2 separate regions of the Mus musculus genome follow, and region 2 is linked to region 1. The links are chromatin contacts, called in public Hi-C maps. All regions are on one chromosome and are shown on one strand. The core of a region is the stretch at or near the end of the contact, and the rest is flanking DNA. Distances in the headings are between cores, read along the strand shown. Region 1 has its middle 270 kb from the start of Lmx1a. Region 2 has its middle 280 kb from the start of Gm51671.

Region 1 (3,618 bases), core at 600-3,099:
GTTTTTCTGCCTCTACCAAATTTGTCGAAGAAAATAGATCTTTCTCTGCTTATAGCTGTAAATTCCTACATCATCAGAGCTTGCCGAGATCAAGACGCTATTTCCCATCCAATGCTTAAATAAGAACAGAAGAAACTCTCTATGCAAAAATCACTATGTGTCTATTCCCAAGGGCAGCATTAATTTGGAAATGTTCTCCAATGCTCTGTGGAATTTCAGGAACAGGTATACAGGTAGGACTATATTTTGAACCAGACTACTTAACTCTGCTAGGAATTCCTCTTCCTTTCTAGAGAGCTGGGAATTAACTATTTTAATTGTTTGCATGAGGGTGACTTGGAATATGTCCCTGCTGTCACAATTAATTAAACTGCGTTCACTATTAAGCCTAAGTAACACTTTGGGGGACATATCTGCACAGCATCAAGCATCCAGTATAATGCCTGCCCCACCACCACTGCACGATCTGTTTTCATGGAGAATTGTAAGCACAGACACAGGTAAATTTAGTCTCTCTGTGCAGTTATGATGATGCAGCCGCATCATTTTCTCATTCAGAATGTCACTCGGGGAACCCCTGCCATTTCCCTAGATTGTGTTGTTCCAGGCCCTTGGAGAGATCTGCAGATATAGATGTATTGCAGCCATTACAGCTACCCTTTCAGCCAGCACTCCAACTGGAGAATGCTAGCATCTGTAGAGCTCTGTGTGAATCACTTCCAAAATATTGTTTTTCTTTGAGTGAGTCCTTATACCTCACCTATGAGGTGAGCACATGTATCCAACTAACAGAGAAGGAAACTGAGGCAAAAAGACGTTTAGTCACTTTCCTGCTGTGCTTTAGCCAACTAAACAGCAGAAATGGGATCCATCCAGTCTGCTTTGAAAGCATTTACCCTAAATCATGACTGTGCTCCCTCCCATCAAATCTTTATTATTATTTTTTTGAATAAAAGAATATGAGGAGCAGTCATGGTCTTCCAGTCAGACATGGACCACTGATTGTCTTCCAGTACACCTTAAAATGAATCTTCAAGCCATGTGACATTCATGAAGCTCCTGTAGATGTTGTGCATTTGTGACAAGAACACAACATTTATGTTCTGCCTTGTTTTAATGTTTTATGAAGTCGAGACTTTGTCTCATAGTGTCTTATTTGAGAGTGGTCACATCTGTGTGTATCTTTTATTCTACATTATCTGGATTGTGTTCTTGCGTTGATGTGTGGGAAAGAGTTGGGAAGAATTCATCAGTTTTCATGGGCCCTGGGCACAGCTAAAATGATCTATTTCTTATAGACTCTTGATGTGAGTTATGATGCTCAGTATAGGGTAAGTCATATGATCAGTATCAGTGGAGGCCTACGAGGCTGCTGAGATACCCACCCTGGCCTATAAGGAGGTCCAGCACCCAACAGCTGAATGAAGAGTGTTTTCTGACACTGGAGAGACTGTGCATCTCCAAGCTCATAACATATGCTCTGACTGAGCTCTGGCTCATCTGGAGAAGCAAGATCCTAGACTTACACAGTGATCCTGTCCATTTGGGGTCTTATCACAACTGTGTCAGATTAGTCAGGTCTTAGGCTAGAAGAACAAGGATCATCCTGTATAGATCAACTCAACTGAGGCAGTTCTTGCATAGTACAGCAACAATATAACCTTTTCAGCCTTAAGAGTGAGGAGAGAGATCCTACCAATTTGTTTCATTAACTCAACATAAAGCACCTGTAGGAAAACTAGCATATGGACACATGATAAGATGCAAAGGCTGGCAGATGACACAGCCAGAACTGAGGGGAGGACAAGCCATGGTCAGCATGTGCATGTGGGTTTATGGTGCTGCCTCCTGCACTGCTGTCTCTTGGTGTGAAAACGAACATGAATTTATACTGCTTCACAACCATAGGTCATTATGAAACTAGTAATAAAATACAATTAGAGCTTAATGAAAATTTATTAAGTCCTCGTGTGTGTTCTCTTAATGCTGGAGTAGATACAGAGTTTGGGTAAACAGAGATTTTTATCCTCAAGGACATTTTTATTAATTCACAAACTATTTTTAAGTGCCGGAATGTGTTCACCAGAAACACTTTAGTGTTCAAAGAAGAACAAACTCCCCGTCCCTCGAGAACTTACATTCTATCCAAGGAGAGACCAATAAATGGAATCTTGAAAAGTAATGGATATAAAAATTGAGTGAGTGGCTTAGAGGAATAGATATGTGGTTGGGATTGATGCTTTTAAATGATGCTTTTAAAGGAAGTATTGGGGTAAGGGGAGATGGAAACCTTAAGAGAAGTGGAGTGAGCCACCTCTTAGAGAAAAGGTATCACCCAGTCCCAGCCCATGTAAAATTCTTGAAGAAAGACTATCCAAAGGATGTTCAAGAAACAAGAGGAGAACCCATATGATAGAACCATGGTGACTGGTTTAGTTCCTATTAGCAATTACATAAAAATAATGTTTAATAATCCAGTCTAGAATCAAGCTCAACCTCAAAAAAGAGCAACCATGCAACTCTAAAAACTAGAATGTCTGTTGAGAAAGTCATCTCCTGTGCCAATGTGTTCAAAGCTATCCCCCAGATTCTCTTTTATCAGGTTCAGTGCATCTGGTTTTATGTTGAGGTCTTTGATCTACTAGGGCTTGAGTTTTGTGTAGGATGATAATAAGTATGGATCCATTTGCATTCTTCTACATGCAGATATCCAGTTGGACAGGCACCATTTGTCGAAGATGCTGTCTTTTGTCCAGTGTGTATTTTTACCTTCTTCATGAAAAATCAGATGTCCATAGGTGTGTGAATTTATGTCTGGGTCTTCAATTTTATTCCATTGATCAATGTATCTATTGTATGCGAATACCATGAGGTTTTTATTACTATAGCTCTATAGTACAACTTGAAATCAGGAATGGTGATAGAACTGACAGTTCTTTTATTCTTCAAGATTGTTTTAGTTATCCTGGGTCTTTTTGTTTTCCATATGAAGTTGAGAATTGTCCTTCCTATGTCTGTAAAGAATTCTCTTCTCTGTTTTCCTGGCTCAACCAATCTCTCATGTTAGTCCTCAGTATTGCAACAGAACACCAGCTGCAGGCTCCCTTCCCCCATCTTTATGCTTTCTGTGGATCCCACCGACCATCTCCTACTGACCTCCCATAAACCATCACCTAGACCCTATAATCACACCAAACCCAGATGCTTAGATGCCAGCATAAGAACATAATCAATAACAACCTGGATTATATGCCTCCACTAGAGCATAGTTATTCTACCATAGCAGGCCCAGAATAGCTGAAACCTAAGGAAAGAGATCTTAAAAATACTTATATGAAGATGATAGCTGAAACCTAAGGAAAAAGATCTTAAAAATACTTATATGAAGATGATAGAGGTCCTTAAAGAGGAAATAAATGAACCCCTTAATGAAATATAGAAAAACACAAATAAACAATTGAAGAAAGTGAATAAATCCTTTAAAGAATGCCAGGAAAAAAAAACCAAACAGTTGTAGGAAATGAATAAATCATTTAAGACATGAAAATGGAAATAGAAGCAATAAGAAAAATACAAACTGAAGAATTCTGGAAATGAAAGGTTTAGGAATTTGAACAG
Region 2 (3,618 bases), core at 380-2,879, 110 kb before region 1:
TATGAGTAACCATAGTGATAATAATTCCATCTCCAAGTAAAAATTATTATTGTTATCTTTGTTGGCAGCTCTGTTTCTTTTTTGTCACAAGGAGACAGAAGGCAGACAGCGTCTTGAAGTCTGTAAAAGGCTCACCTAAGCAGGACGAGGAGCAGCTGCATTCTCTCTCAGCGGAGCACAGAACAAGGGAACATGGCTTAACCATAGAACGAGGAAATGGTTCCTGGCAGTGTGCTCAGTGGGTTGTCATGGGAGTTTACAGAGTTGTCTTCTTTAGGCGTCTTTGAAAATAGCTTAGCTGATCTGTGCCTAGAATGGCAGATGCTTGTCCTGCTTTGCTTGTGTCCACTGCACATTTAGCATGCTCTTGCTGGGGCAGTTGTGTCCATGCATACTGTGACCACAGAAGCAATGAGCCATGTCTGTTATGCACACCAGGCTTAGAGTGCAGAGGGTGGGCTCTGAAACCATGAGGAAATAAGCAGGGTTGAGGGTTGGAAAACTAACCCTACAATGATTGTTTCAGCTTACCCATTTGTGGTTAGTTAGATACCACCCTGTTGCTGTTTTCCAACATTTGGACACGATTCAAGGACTGAAGAAATGGTTCAGAACCTATGAACATATATTTCTCTTGCAGAGGACCCATGTTTCTTTCCCATCACCCATGCCAGGCAGCTCACAAGCTCCTGTAAAACACACACACACACACACACACAGAGAGAGAGAGAGAGAGAGAGAGAGAGAGAGAGAGAGAGAGAGTTAAAAGAGAGAGACATAGAGAGAGAAACAGAGAGAGAAAGAAAGAATGAACAAATGAAGGGAAAGGAAGGAAGGGAGGGAGGGAGGGAGGGAGGGAGGGAGGGAGGGAGGGAGGAAGGAAGGAAGGAAGGAAGGAAGGAAGGAAGGAAGGAAGGAAGGAAGGAAGGAAGGAAGGAAGCTGGACTCAACCAAAAGCACTCCCTTTGCCCAGAAGTCATGGTGAAATTGACAGATCCAGCTCCTCCTTGTGGGTTCCCTAATTTGTCCCCTTCCTCACTCTGTGCAGATCTGGAGAGGGACTTGGAGTTCTCTGAAGTGGGGTTGTATGCTAGCATTGGGAATCATTCCAACATCCATAGAGAAACATCCTACAAAAGGCTTCAACTGTTGTTAAACCTTAGTCTTCATTCTTCTGGCCCCGCTGATAATCTCTCTTCAGAGAATGTGCTTTCATTTCAAAAGCTATGGTCAGAGCCCCCGCTCTGTTCTTCAGCAACAATAATATTTTACCTCAGAGCTGACATTTATATGCAGGCAACTCATTTGTTACAAATTCTAATTGCGGAGCAACAACCCAAAAAAGGCAATGCAAGAGGCAAAAGGAAAAAAGGCTCAGAAACCCTTTGAGATCTCATCTAATTAAAAATGCAAATTAAGAGAGAAACCCGGAGTCATAAGTCCTGCTCAGTCTTTTCAAAGGCACCAATTACCAGTGACTCATTGGGAAAGGGACTGTCCTTAATTTTAAGACACATTTCTCAACAGCATCCCATTGACAGGAAATTAAAATGACTACCAGCTTAGAAGAGTTAGCACTTCAGCCTTGGTTGTCCAGGCTTTAAGGTTCCTGTTGTTCTGTTTCTTTAGCAACCGCAGCTAACGCAGATGACTTGCTGCCTCCGACTTCTCCTGAGGTCTAAGAACATTTTGTTTCCCAGAGATAAGCAATCTCATCTCTGATCTCATCCAGTCGCTTCTCATGGAACTAAACTGAAGGACATTCCAGAAAAGAACAAACTCAATGAAACCGAAAAGAATGCTTTAGAAGGCAAGTCAGCAGGGACGCTATTGGGGAATAAATGCCATTAGATGGAAGTTGAAGACTCTTGCTGGCTCTGAGTCTGGCCGTGCTTTTATATGAATCTATAACACATGCCAAGGGCTTCATGATTGTTATGTCTCTCGGTATTAATAAAGCATACATAGTACTTTTTGTCCTAACATGTTCTAAAATGGAGATGTTTAAGTCTTAGAACTAGATGACAGAATTACAAGAGGTTTTCTGGATTGAGCTCTCTGTCTTGAACTCACCTGACAGGGACAGCGTGTCGATATTATTTGAAGTCTAAGTGGAAGACAGAGACCACACGATAATTCCACAAGGAAATGTTCTCAAAGGGGGAATTGATAATTCAGCACTTAGGAAGTGGGAAGAGTGGGAAGTTTGCCCGTGAGATTGAGCCTCAGTCAGGTCTAAATAGTACATGTCAGATCCACCAGTGTGAAGACTACATAAGACTCCATGTCACAAGACAGAACAAAATAAAACACAAACAACGTAATTTTTAAATTACATCATTGGCTTGAAGAAACAAGGGACTGCCTATTAAGAAGTAAAGAGAGCTCGATGGGATATAAGGCTACAGATAAAGGTGGCAGGCACTACCACTCAGACTGATAACGTACTCATGAAAAGCTCCCCCCTCAACCCCAAGCCAAAGAGATCTCCTTGGTTCCCTGAATAATGAATTCACTGAGATGACAAGAAGGGGGGCTTTGCTAGAAACTCAGCCTGCAGGTTAGTGAGGGAAGCTGTCAAGGATCAGGCCAAGTTGACAAAGGATCAGCCAGAGTCCTTTATGATGGGTAGATGTCTGGGAAGTGTCCTCCATTGCAGACACTTGAGGTGGTGCTAACGTAGTCTGCTAGGCATCGAGTCTACTGCAGAAGTAGGACATTGGAGAATCTGTTCACTGCAGGAGTTAGGCTCAGGATAACTTCTCCCTGCTGCGGGAGGTGGGCATTGGAGAAGCTGTTTATGCTGTAGGCTTGCAGCACTGTGGAGGTCATGCACTCTTTGGAAACTGGGTGCTAGGGTGATTGTACACCCCGCAGTAACCTTGCCCTAGGAAAGACATTTGCACAGCAGGAGCTGAGCACTTTCCGGGAGCTGTGTATGGTAAAGAGACTGCCAGAGAGCACAAAGGAACCAAGGGGAAAAATCCCACCCTCTAACTGTGTTCTTCTAGCATCCTCTACTGACAAAACATTGTGTTTGCTGGCCGTAGAGAAGTGTTTAAAGGGCTCATCTTCATTGTTAAAGAAAAAGGAAAAAACAAAAACAAAAACCAAAAAACAGGCTATAAGATTTGGATTTGGAAGTGAAAAGCTACAGAGCAATATTAGTACATCAGCTATTGTACCAGTCTTTTTACATGTGATCTCACTCATTCCCTTCTCTTATTCTGAGTTGTGGGTATCCTGACACACAGTACACAGGAAATGGAAAAATTTAAAGGCTATCCAAGAACTAGGGAGAGGCAGAGTGAGAGTTCAAGTCTAATCTGGGCTAAATTATTTTCTTTTTGTATCAAGTTTACTCCAACAGGATCTGGGCTTCTTGTAAGAGTAGGGGCTTAGCAGTCCAACTTCAGGAAGGAGGTAGGGATGAAGAGTGAAAGATAGAGGCAGTGGGGGTTCTAGTGTGCTGGAACGATGGGAGATGGAGTTGCATTTCTGTGATTGATAGGGAAATGGGATAATGGTGGTAGATTTGCCTTTTCCTCAAGTGATTAATATGTAAATTTAGGATCTTTTCTAAATAGTAGGACAACATCAGGAGATATTAAAAACATA

What was found. Hi-C and Micro-C count contacts between places; a contact is called where the count stands out from the background.
Region 2: a contact with region 1 is called in a Hi-C map of uterus, with 7 times the contacts expected there. The contact joins two enhancer-like sites. A contact is called at or near these places in 16 of 484 Hi-C or Micro-C datasets (adipose-derived mesenchymal stem cells, bladder smooth muscle, cerebellum and 4 more) and 2 of 115 datasets of contacts at active chromatin or transcription factors (fibro-adipogenic progenitors and neural progenitor cells).

Annotation. Positions count from the first base shown.
Region 1 is chr1:167,953,267-167,956,884 of GRCm38.p6, reverse strand. No RefSeq gene overlaps it. Among named protein-coding and RNA genes, the nearest start is that of Lmx1a, 270 kb to the right of the region's middle. Within about 2 kb of position 1,849, at least 2 of the 459 cell types and tissues checked have an H3K27ac peak or open chromatin away from gene starts, as enhancers often do. A contact at or near this core is called in uterus, where this site is marked.
Region 2 is chr1:168,065,057-168,068,674 of GRCm38.p6, reverse strand. No RefSeq gene overlaps it. Among named protein-coding and RNA genes, the nearest start is that of Gm51671, 280 kb to the left of the region's middle. Within about 2 kb of position 1,629, at least 16 of the 459 cell types and tissues checked have an H3K27ac peak or open chromatin away from gene starts, as enhancers often do. A contact at or near this core is called in uterus, where this site is marked.